2 separate regions of the Hordeum vulgare genome follow, and region 1 is linked to region 2. The links are chromatin contacts, called in public Hi-C maps. All regions are on one chromosome and are shown on one strand. The core of a region is the stretch at or near the end of the contact, and the rest is flanking DNA. Distances in the headings are between cores, read along the strand shown.

Region 1 (5,120 bases), core at 1,072-3,571, 230 kb before region 2:
CCTTTGAGCTCGCCATGAGAATAGCTTGTTGCTTCGGCTCCGAGTTGTGTTGTTGCAGGGTCAGGGCCACAAGACGAAAAGGCCAAGAGCAAAGGAAAGCAGGAAGCCAGAATTTGTGTGCATCCCGTGGAGTGGAGTGGCAGGAGCAGGGAGGAGGTTGGGGCCTTTCCTTGTCCTCCTCCCTCTCATTCGTGTTGTATTTTCTCGGTTTGACCATTTTTCTATCGTCTGAGAGTGTTACACTATGTTAAAACAAGACAAATTTGATACTGTCACGTCTCTGTCCTAACTCTATTCTACAATAAGTTGCAGTAAATGAGCATCCCGTGCATCGATAGCAGCAGCAAAAGTGAAAGCATTTGTGTTTTCCGCTATTGAACGCAAAAGTGAAAGCATTTGTGCACCGATTCAGATTTCAGGGATCAGCGGTGCTCCATCTCTACAAGCACAGGCTTCAGCAGTCAACACAACAGGAGAGAAATCATACCAGAAACATCAAGCTGCAATGAGGCTGCCATTTTGATCTCTAATAAGTAATAACAGCTCCAGTAGCTCCCTGGTTATCAGTTGCCTTGAACGCAGCATCAACATTCAGTTTAGCGGCTGTGGAGCAGGAGGGTGCCATTTAGAGTCCATCTTTTGTTTCTCTTGATCCACGTTGTTTCTATTTGAATGCAGTAGATCTGCAGCAACATCTCAAGCCCACCTACATGGAGAGGTTAACTTCATTGGCACTTCGCCATGGTGGCGACCATTGCATACTATCCAACTGGACCACATTCCACATAATATAGCCCCAGTATCTTCCTTTGAGCAGAACGGCGTATCCAGCAGGTCTCGACACCAGGTACTAGGATGGACTCTTGGCATCTTGATCATCTGCATCTTGATCTTGACTCCAACTGGTTGACAGCCTCTGTTTCCCCAACTATGAGCTCCACGCCTACTTTGCAGTTTGCACACCTTGCAAGGCTGATTGTTCAAATCGTCACCAAAAATGAGGAACTACAAATTGATTGCTTCTTAAATCTCTGCCACCACACCACGCAACATCATCACGAGGTACTCCTGGAGATTGTGTTCGAGCAGCGCCCTCTTCCTTTCATCATTTGCAATAAAATCACCTCAACATAGTCCTCGTCATTACAAACGCTGCTGATCACTGAACTCCATGTCTCAACATGTGGAGGCATCCCGAGATCAAGCATCCGACTCATCATCCTAGCAGCCTCCTCTACCTTGCCCACTGTGCAACACCCCTTGATCACCGAATGGAACACAGAAAAATGTGGTATAATCCCTATAGCCACCATACTTTCCAAGTATGTCTCTGCCTTGTGAAACAACCCACTCACGCACAACCCATTCACAACCGCTGCATACGACGCTGCATTCGGTATGCAGCCACTATCCGTCATATCACCAATCACCTTGCAGGCATCGAGTGGTCGCCCCTCGCGGCACATTCCAACGATGACGGTGTTGTAGTGCACGATGTCAGGAGAGACCCCACGGCCTCGCATGAGGCACAGCAATCGGTAGGCCTCGCGGAGCTTTTTCTTGCGGCAGAGGGCGTTGAGCACAGTGGTGTAGGCCAGAGGGTCGGCAGGGATGCCCCTGTGCAGCATTTCGTCGAGCAGGGTAGCGGCAGTGCGGACCTGGCCGCGGCGGCACAGCGACTGGGTGAGCATGCGGTAGGTGTGGGCGTCGGGCGACACGTGGAGGGAGCGCAGGCGGTGGAAGAGCGAGAGCGAGACGGCGAGGTGGCCGGAGCGGGCGGCGGCCTCGATGAGCAGGTTGTGGGAGGCGAGGACGAGCGGCGCCGGGAGGGGGAGGCGGGAGGACACAAGCCGAAGGAGGTGGAGCGCGGAAGGGAAGTAGGCGGCGGTGGAGGAGAGCTCGGAGAGGAGGCGGAGGAGGAGCTGAGGGTGGAGCGAGAGGGGGCTGGGGCCGGCGACAAAGAGGGTGTTGAAGGTTGAGAGGAAGAGGTGGGGCGGGCGGCGGAGGCGGAGGACGGAGAGGAGCAGCGGGAGGAGGAGGCGCGGGGAGGGCGGGGACGGGAGGCGGCGGAGCAGGGCGAGCGCGTGGGGGAGGTGGTCGCGGCGGCGGGAGAGGCGGAGGAGGAGCGCGTGGAGGGTGGCCGGGTGCGGCGTGGTGGTCGGGGAGGTGACGTTGACGAGCTCGAGCGCCAGGAGCGGGTCCTTCTGCGCGGTCACCAGCTTGTGCAGCCGCGCCGGCGAGATCGCCGGCGGCGACGGGGGCATCGGCGCCGCTACGATGTCGCCGATCTCAACGGGCAGCGTGGGGGCCGCGAGATGGAGCGAAGAACCGGGCCGCTGCGGAAGTCAGTAGCCATATATCAACGTGGGCTTATTTTCGAATCGAGAAATTAGTCCAGTGACGACGATGTTGGAGCATTTTTGTTTAGCTTAGTGGGTTTAGCCATGGCCCGTACGAGATGTCTCTCAAACCCAATGATGGCCCATATCTCGTAAGCGGGTCGGATATAAATCGGATAATGCCTTCCCGCTGTTTCCAATCCATGTGCAACGAGAAAATCCCAGTTTCGATGAACCACGGTTGCCCTGTTGAGTAGCTGTGCGGTGACACAACAGTCGCTGATGACAGAAAAGGATGTGACGGATTTACACCAAGCCATCGAGCAATTAAAAGTAGTATACTCTTACAGGACATTACTTCTTGTTATAAACTTTGCAAACATCAAATCTTGTACACATAATCATGCTTGCAAAAACGAAAAATCATTACACATAATCATGCTTGCAAAAACGAAAAATCATTACACATAATCATGCTTGCAAAAACGAAAAATCATTACACAGAATCATGCTTGCAAAAACGAAAAATCATTACACATAATCATGCTTGCAAAAACGAAAAATCATTACACATAATCATGCTTGCAAAAACGAAAAATCATTACACAGAATCTGCATTACCTTTGTACCTTGTCAGAAGTTTCTGTTTCTTTTTCTCTTTTGCCTTTTTTCTGCTTCCGTTTCATTTCTTGTTTTTTATTTTTCAAACTTTTTACTTAAAAAAGTTTTAAGTTCGAAATTTTAAAAAATGTTTCCTTTTCCAAAACTTGGTTCATAAGTTACAAATGTGTTTTTCATTTCAAATATTGATAAGAATTTACAAAAAATATGTTTTCAAATTTATTTGATATTTCAAAAAGTGCTCCCATTTTCTAAAATTGTTCATAAACTAAAATATATTTCAGACACTTTGAAAAAGGTTCATACTTTCAAGTTTTGCGGAATATCAAAAAATAATTTTCTTTTAAAATATATATATGCTCATTATATAATCTAGGGAACAGTAACACGAAGATGACCGGGGGTTTTCCTTCTTTTAAAAAAGCAACACGAAGATATTTTCTGAATCTAGAACTTTAATGCATGCCAACAGCTGAACCTCAGCCGACGGTTATGCTCTAAAAAATATCTTTCTTCCGCGGAAGAAAAAAATGCACTACTCATGTTATTACACTTGAAAAAGAAATATACTTGCTTCATTCACAAGTTCCAAAATAATGCAGCTCCCAGAGACACCTTCAGAAATTTATATTCCAGACCTAGAGCTAGCGTTACCCTGGATCAACCGTGCTGTTCCTGCTTGCATGAGAGAATGCTTGGAAAGATGAGAGGTGGATTGTAGCAACCGAGGCTTCAAACGTAAACTGATGGTGTACATGAATACAGGTACGCCATTTAACCGTGCGCGTGCACGGCATCAGGACGATTGCACCACATCAGCCGAGTCGGAGTCGGTGACAAACCACACACACACAGGAGCGACGCTGACACCGACACCGACAGTGCAGCAACCAACGACCACCTATCGTGAAAAGTGAAAACATATACTCTACCGGCCGGTTATCTAATCCAGGGAACAGTAACTCCAGGATATTTTCTGAACCAGCTGCAACTGCTTCCATGCCAACAGCTGAACTTGAACCGAAGGCAATATCTTCCGTTTTTTCTAAGACAAAAGATCTTCCTTTTAGCGGAACAAAAATGTACCGTCATACTCACACCAAAATTCTCCTTACTACTCGTAATCACAGTTCGAGAAACCAGCAAAAGTTTATATCCACGACATGGCATCGAAAGGGCTCTGCTGAAGAAGATATATGAACACACCAGACATGCACGGCCTATAACTGTACATGAACAACATCACGAAACTTCACGAAGATTGCACTAGATCAACCGAGTCGGTGACGGTAGCTGGGCGCTGGCTAGCTTGCCAAGTTGCCAAGCAGGCCCAAAGAGATTCAAGACCGACACCGACGGTGCAACAAACAACGGCCACCCCAGCGCGAAAACCATTGGCTGGCCGGCCCTGGGTTTGTTCCAGAAGCCACCAAGTTCAGCAGGCCGGATTTTTTATATATAAACATCTAATCGGATGGCTGGAACAGTGTACAGTGTACCTGAAACCCACGAAGATATTTAATTACCAGACCATCCGAGATATTTTCTCAACCCAGACAAGTTGCTTGCCAAGTTGCCAACAGCTCTGCTCAAGCCGAGAACTGCGCGACCGACAGAGATATTTTCCATTGATAGTTGTTGGCTCGATCGATCTCGCTGCAAGTTGCTCCTCGCCGGAGAAAAACCTGCGCTGGCTCCCCTCTAAACAGTAGTATCCTAATCTTCTCGCCCGCGGGGCTGGCTGGCGCCATCGCTGGCCTCTCGTTCCGTTCGGCCACTTGGTTATAAATTCTCCTTCCTCCGCGAAGAATGTTCGATCCATATCCGCACGACCCGGCACGGCACAGCCCCGGAGTTTATGTCAAAAGGAGGAAGGAGTTCACACACACGCGGCGGAGACGGCGACGGGCCGTGCGATCCCGGCCGCGGACCGGACGCATGCATGTGGCGGCCTGGCTTGCTTGGATAGAAAAAGGAGAGACGTGATAAAGATTCGGCAGCGCCGATCGGGCTGGAAAAGATCTCGCGCCTAAATATCTGTGGCCGGCCACGTAGACGTAGGTGGAGCCGTGGTGGCCGCAGCCTCTGCTGACCAGCGGGCAGGCGCACGGCGAGCCTGACCATGGGGCAAAAGTGAAATGACCCTTAGGCCTCATTTGG
Region 2 (5,498 bases), core at 2,386-4,885:
GGTTTCACCTAAGTCTCAAAAACTTCATCCACACAAAACTTGAAAAGAACTCGAGAGATAAGTTAGTACACATAAAAGTAAATTAACACTTAATGTACTTCCAAGACAAGTTGCATAATAATTTTCAAACATTAGGTAATGTATACTCTTATTTTCACAATTTATATCTACCAATATAAGCCATGAAAACTCTAGAATTAGTAGATAAGAAATCTATGACAGCAATCTGTCCAAACAGAATAGTGTGTAGCAATCTATTTAAACAGTGTACTTATGTAACTTAAAAAAATCTAAAAATTTAGAACATTATAAAAAATTTGTATTACATTACTATGTAAAAATTTCCGAAACTTTCCGCGTACCAGTAAAATCTGATAAGTCAAATACTACAGGCAAAGTTTCTATTTTTGTATAGCACACATCACACATGCAATTTAAGCATTCTAAACGTAATTCGTAAAACTTTTTATTGAAAAATAAGAATATAATAACATTTAACAGAGAACAACAAAATGAAATGATGCTCCAAGCAAAACACATATCATGTGACGAATAAAAATATAGCTCCTAATAAGATATACCGGTAATGTTGGAGACGTAAGAGGGGGTTGCCTTCCGGGGCATCCCCAAGACGGGATGATGAAGATGGCCACACGAGATGATTTCCCCTCTCCGGGAGGGTACTGGAAAGGCTCCAGATTGGTTTTTCATTGATACAGAGAGTTGCGGCGGCAAAGCGGAAGTTATCTCTTTATTTCTAAGGTTTTTGGTATATATATAGGATTTTTTCAGCGTTGGAATCACGCCGAACAGAGCCACGTGGCCCCACAAGCTATCAAGGCATGACCTAGGGGGGTCGCGCCATGTTAGCTTGTGGCCCTCTCGTGGCTCCCCTCCGGTGGTTTTTCTCTCCAATATTGCTTATTTCCTCCAAAAAATATAAAAAAAAGTGTCGGGCGATTCCGCGAACTTTCATTTTCTGCACAGAAACAACACCATGATAATTGTGCTAAAAAAGCATCAGTCCGGGTTAGTTCTGACTAAATCATATAAAGTTCATTAAAACCATATAAAATTATTGTAAACATGGGCAAACATGGCATGAATTCTTCAAATTATCAATACGTTGGAGATGTATCACCCCGCCCCGAGGAGGTGAAGGAGACAATGATGGATCGGATAGCTCCGGCGATGAGCTGATCCAACTCGATCCCTACTGTGTTTTTGACTGCTACTTCCATGAGAAGGATGACAAGGGCAGTCGTGGATGATCTTTTCCATAGCTATCATGAAGGTTAAACATGTCAAAAGTTGGTAATCTGATTGCATGTCCACATGTAGTAGTCGGGCGATGTGTGTAATCATCATATACGTAGTTGAATGAGTTTGTATGGATTTGTGGTATGCTATTTTTGATTGTGTGATGGGCAATTTGAGGTTTGACCAGGTAGTTTCCACGGACGTGTCCGCACGCGTCCGCACACGTTTGAGGGGTCGGATTTGCCAAGTTTGGTTATAGATGCTCTAAGAACATGACAAGTGTGTTAGACCATCTACAGTCGGATTTGACAAATTCAATCCCATATACGTGCGCGGGCACATCTAGGCACGTCCGCAGACAACGCTAGACAACCCCTCATATGGGTTGTCACACATCCACACACCTTAAATACAGAACCTCAAATCCATGCAATCCTTGCGCGTCAATCATATGATACAAATTGTCCGAATTCGACGCTCTGAAAGAAATTAAAACAAATCATAGTTCAACAATCCACACATGGTAAAATGAAAATCAATGTCCGAATGTGACGGATGGCTTGCTAGCTGGCCGGATCACTCGTCGGATGCCATCCATGTCTTCTATTGTGAGGCCATCCTTGTCTCCTGCTCCGAGGCAATCCTTGTGTCATGCTCCGCCTACAACTCCTGCATCCTGCTTGCATGATCCGCCTGCATCGTTGTCGCATGCTCCGCCGCTGCTACAGCCGCCATCACCACCTTGTACTCCCTACGGTGATTGATCTCATTTTCCTTCTTCTCAATCCACTTCTTTGCATGCTCATCCAAGAGGGTTTCATCCGTCAACATGATCTTCGCGTCCTCGGTGTCTCGTGCGAGTTGCGGTGGTTGAACATACCATATGCAAAGTTGAGCATACACGAGTAATTGAACATACCGAGTCTTGTGGTGTCATTATGTCGAACAGGTCGTGGGCAGCCCGAACTCTGCCGGTGCACGTGCTTATTCGCGTTCGAACGAGTTGCGTTGAGTGACACACGTCCGTCGTTGGCATGTCCGTTGGCAGAAAGTAGTTTGGAATGCCCTAGCTGTCCATCAGATCCTTATCTGTCCCAACCTAGTCCGATGATGCAATCCTTGTCGCCACACAAATAAATGTGGTGTGGGGTTCCGCGCAAGGCTGGGGGGCTTGCAATGGCTCCTTCATTCCCCTTCCGCTCACTGCAACGTCACAACCGCTTACCTCTCTCGCTGCCTGCGGCGCCGGTTCCTCCGGGCGATGTTCTCTCGCTTGTAGGACAAAGCCGAGGGCGGTACGCCGACGGATGCGACGGACAGAACCTCTGTCACGATGGTCGGGGTGGGCTTGATGACATCTTGGGCAGCGGATTGGGACTCGCAGTGAGGATGTGGAGCAAGGGTGTGAGACGGCAAGGGCTCGGTCTCAAGAAAGGAAAAATGAAGGCGGAAGGAGGAGGAAGGGTTTGATGAATGTGTGGTAGGATAGGCCTGTCTGGCGGACGCGCAAGCACGCGTCCGGACGTCCCATATCCGTTTTAGATTTATGTTGGATATGAGGAATGCCGTTCAACGTTTAAAACCCGTTTAAGACATTTTTTTAGAAACCGTTTAAGACATTCGTTTGAATTATATTTTTATGACTAGACATCAACCAATCCGGAGACAAGGCGAGCGGTTGTAGATGATTCTACAAATAAACAGGTCGGTGAAGCAGCAAGTACACTTACCACGCGAGTCAAAAAAAAAAAAGTAGTACTAATAGTGCCACTGCGCTGCGGAAGATATTATCGGGGCCCCACCGTGCGGAAACGGCAACCACCCAGCCCCCGCACCGCCGCACCACACCCCCACGAAGCTCAGAACCACACGCTCCCGCGGGCCCCGTCCACGCCCCCGGCCTCTCTCCCCCAGCCGCACGATTTTAAAACCGGATCGAAAGCCACCCATCCGCGGCGCGCGCGCCTCCCGACCCAACACGTGTCTCCCGCGCCAGCCGCGGATCAGGATCCCTCCCCCGCGGCCCACCACGTGCCCCAGCGGGCCCGGCGAAATATCGCCTGATCCGCCCCTCCCCCTCCTCGCCGAACCCATGCGGCCCGCGCGGCGTGGGCAGGGCGCCCGCTGGCCGAACCACTGGCCCAGGCGATGCCACGTCACCGCGGCCGCGATCCCGCGCGGGCTGGCGCACGGCGTGACGTGGCGGCCCCGCCCGCCGGTCCAGCGCGGGCAGATATTTTCTCCCCTCCCGAGGCCCGCGCGCCCATCACGTGCCCTCGTCCCCGCCCACTGGCTCTGCGGGCCCCGGCGGCCCCCGGCCCACCTGTCGGCATCGCGTAGCGTCGGGGCTATATAGCTATGCTCCTCTGCGGCCGCTTAGTTTTAATCGTCTCCATCGCTCGCGAGTCCGCAGCTCCACTGGCATTTCGATCCCCATTTCGAAGCTTCCAATCCAGCGATCCAGCGCGAGAAGAAGGAGGAGAAGCCGTCTCGGTGGTGGCTACTTGATCTGCGAGTCGAGGCGGCCGAGCTCCGGCGAGTAGATAACCAGCCAGAGCCGCCCGGGATGGCGCGCCGCGGCCAAGGACAAGGAGGAGGAGTGGAGGAGAGGGAGGTGGTGGACCAGGACGGGAGGGAGGAGGAGGTGCGGCGGGCGCTGCCGATGATGCCCGTCAGGGTGCTGCTCGCCGAGGGCGACGACTCCACGCGCCACGTCATCTCCGCGCTGCTCCGCAAGTGCGGCTACCACGGTGCGCACCTCGACTACCCTCGCATCAATCCATCCATCCATCTATCGGCAGCCGCAGCTTTTGTTGATTTCCCGGATTGGTAGTTCGATTCGAGTTCCGGTTGGTGCTGTGCGGGCGGATCGGGAGGTAGCTGCCAGTTTTACAGAGTTCAGCTTCGTATCAGTGTTTCGGCATGGTGGCGCGGTAGGTAGGAACAGGAACACAGGATGCTTCCTCTGGTCTGATCCACTTCCCAGCAGCCACACGATAAGTTCGTCAGATATGCTAGTTCTGGTGCCTAGTTCGTCAGATAGTTAGATCCCTTAATTTTTTTTTTCTCTTCAAATATCGCTCCGAAATTTGCTCTGCAGCCACCGACGCCAATACCGTATTATCGCTGGCATGTGTCGATTAGGAAAGGAACACGGTTTGAACGCTTCAATCCACGCCTTTTGGGGCGTCTGGTGTTAAATTGTGCTCAATATTAACTAAACATAATTACTTGTACGGTCACACTTAGTTATGGGTTAACATGATTTTAGCACAGTTAGACATATGTTGAAATTGTACAATTTTCTGCGGACAGAGTATTTTATTTTCCAACAAGTTGGGCCTTTGAATTTGTTCTGCTAGAACTTTCATGACGATTTTAGCAGAGCCTGTAACATTTTCTCAGACTTATGTTTCATATTGTTCTTGCAGTTTCTGCGGCTTCTGATGGTGTCAAGGCCTGGGAATTACTAAAGGAAAAATCGTTCAAAATAGATCTTGTCCTCACTGAAGTTGAACTTCCTTCCATGTCTGGGTTCCTCCTACTCTCCACGATCATGGAACATGACGCCTGCAAGAATATCCCTGTCATAAGTATGTGCCCGAACTATGTCAGTCTCGTTTCAGTTTGCAGTTTCTGCTCCTGCAGCTTAGTCTAATGCTAATTCTTTTTTTTCTGGCTATGCAGTGATGTCTTCGAATGATGCAGTTAGCATGGTTTTCAAATGCATGCTGAAGGGCGCAGCCGATTTCCTTGTCAAGCCGATAAGAAAGAATGAGTTACGGAACTTATGGCAACACGTTTGGAGAAAACAACTTGTAAGACCACATGCTTGCATCCTTTTTATAACAATTGTTTTTTTCTGTTTTATTAGATTATAACTTTGATCCGCTTCCTTTACAGGCAAATGGTGAGATCGATGTACAGCAAATACAACAAGAAGAGAATGTCGCAGAACAGCACGGGCGAAAGACTGAAGCGACAAAAGCTGAACATTCAACTCAAAATGTGGTCCGTAAAAATAGAGAATGCAGTGAACAAGAAAGTGACGCTCAAGTAAGTTTAACAGAAAACATAATTTTGCATTATTTTTTAAGTGCTGGTTGTTTGACTGAACATGGAATCAGTGATTTCCTCTTGTCTATGAGCCATCATTCTTAAAGTACCTGATAGCTAGTTGTAGAAACTATGGGCCATCGCCCATCAGTGAGCCATCAGTGATTTCCTCTATGTTGAAC

Evidence for each region. Hi-C and Micro-C count contacts between places; a contact is called where the count stands out from the background.
Region 1: a contact with region 2 is called in a Hi-C map of seedling, with 4 times the contacts expected there. The contact joins the promoter of LOC123400073 here to the promoter of LOC123400068 in region 2. A contact is called at or near these places in 4 of 6 Hi-C or Micro-C datasets (leaf and seedling) and 1 of 1 datasets of contacts at active chromatin or transcription factors (embryo).

What each region holds. Positions count from the first base shown.
Region 1 is chr5H:499,757,024-499,762,143 of MorexV3_pseudomolecules_assembly, reverse strand. It overlaps LOC123400073 (pentatricopeptide repeat-containing protein At4g01400, mitochondrial), which reads right to left and starts at 2,321. Exons shown (of 1, transcript XM_045094469.1): 1 at 346-2,321. The coding sequence starts at 2,264. The coding sequence ends at 1,056.
Region 2 is chr5H:499,524,325-499,529,822 of MorexV3_pseudomolecules_assembly, reverse strand. LOC123400068 (two-component response regulator-like PRR95) reads left to right here and starts at 3,635. Exons shown (of 7, transcript XM_045094466.1): 1 at 3,635-4,010; 2 at 4,692-4,853; 3 at 4,948-5,078; 4 at 5,164-5,316. The coding sequence starts at 3,827.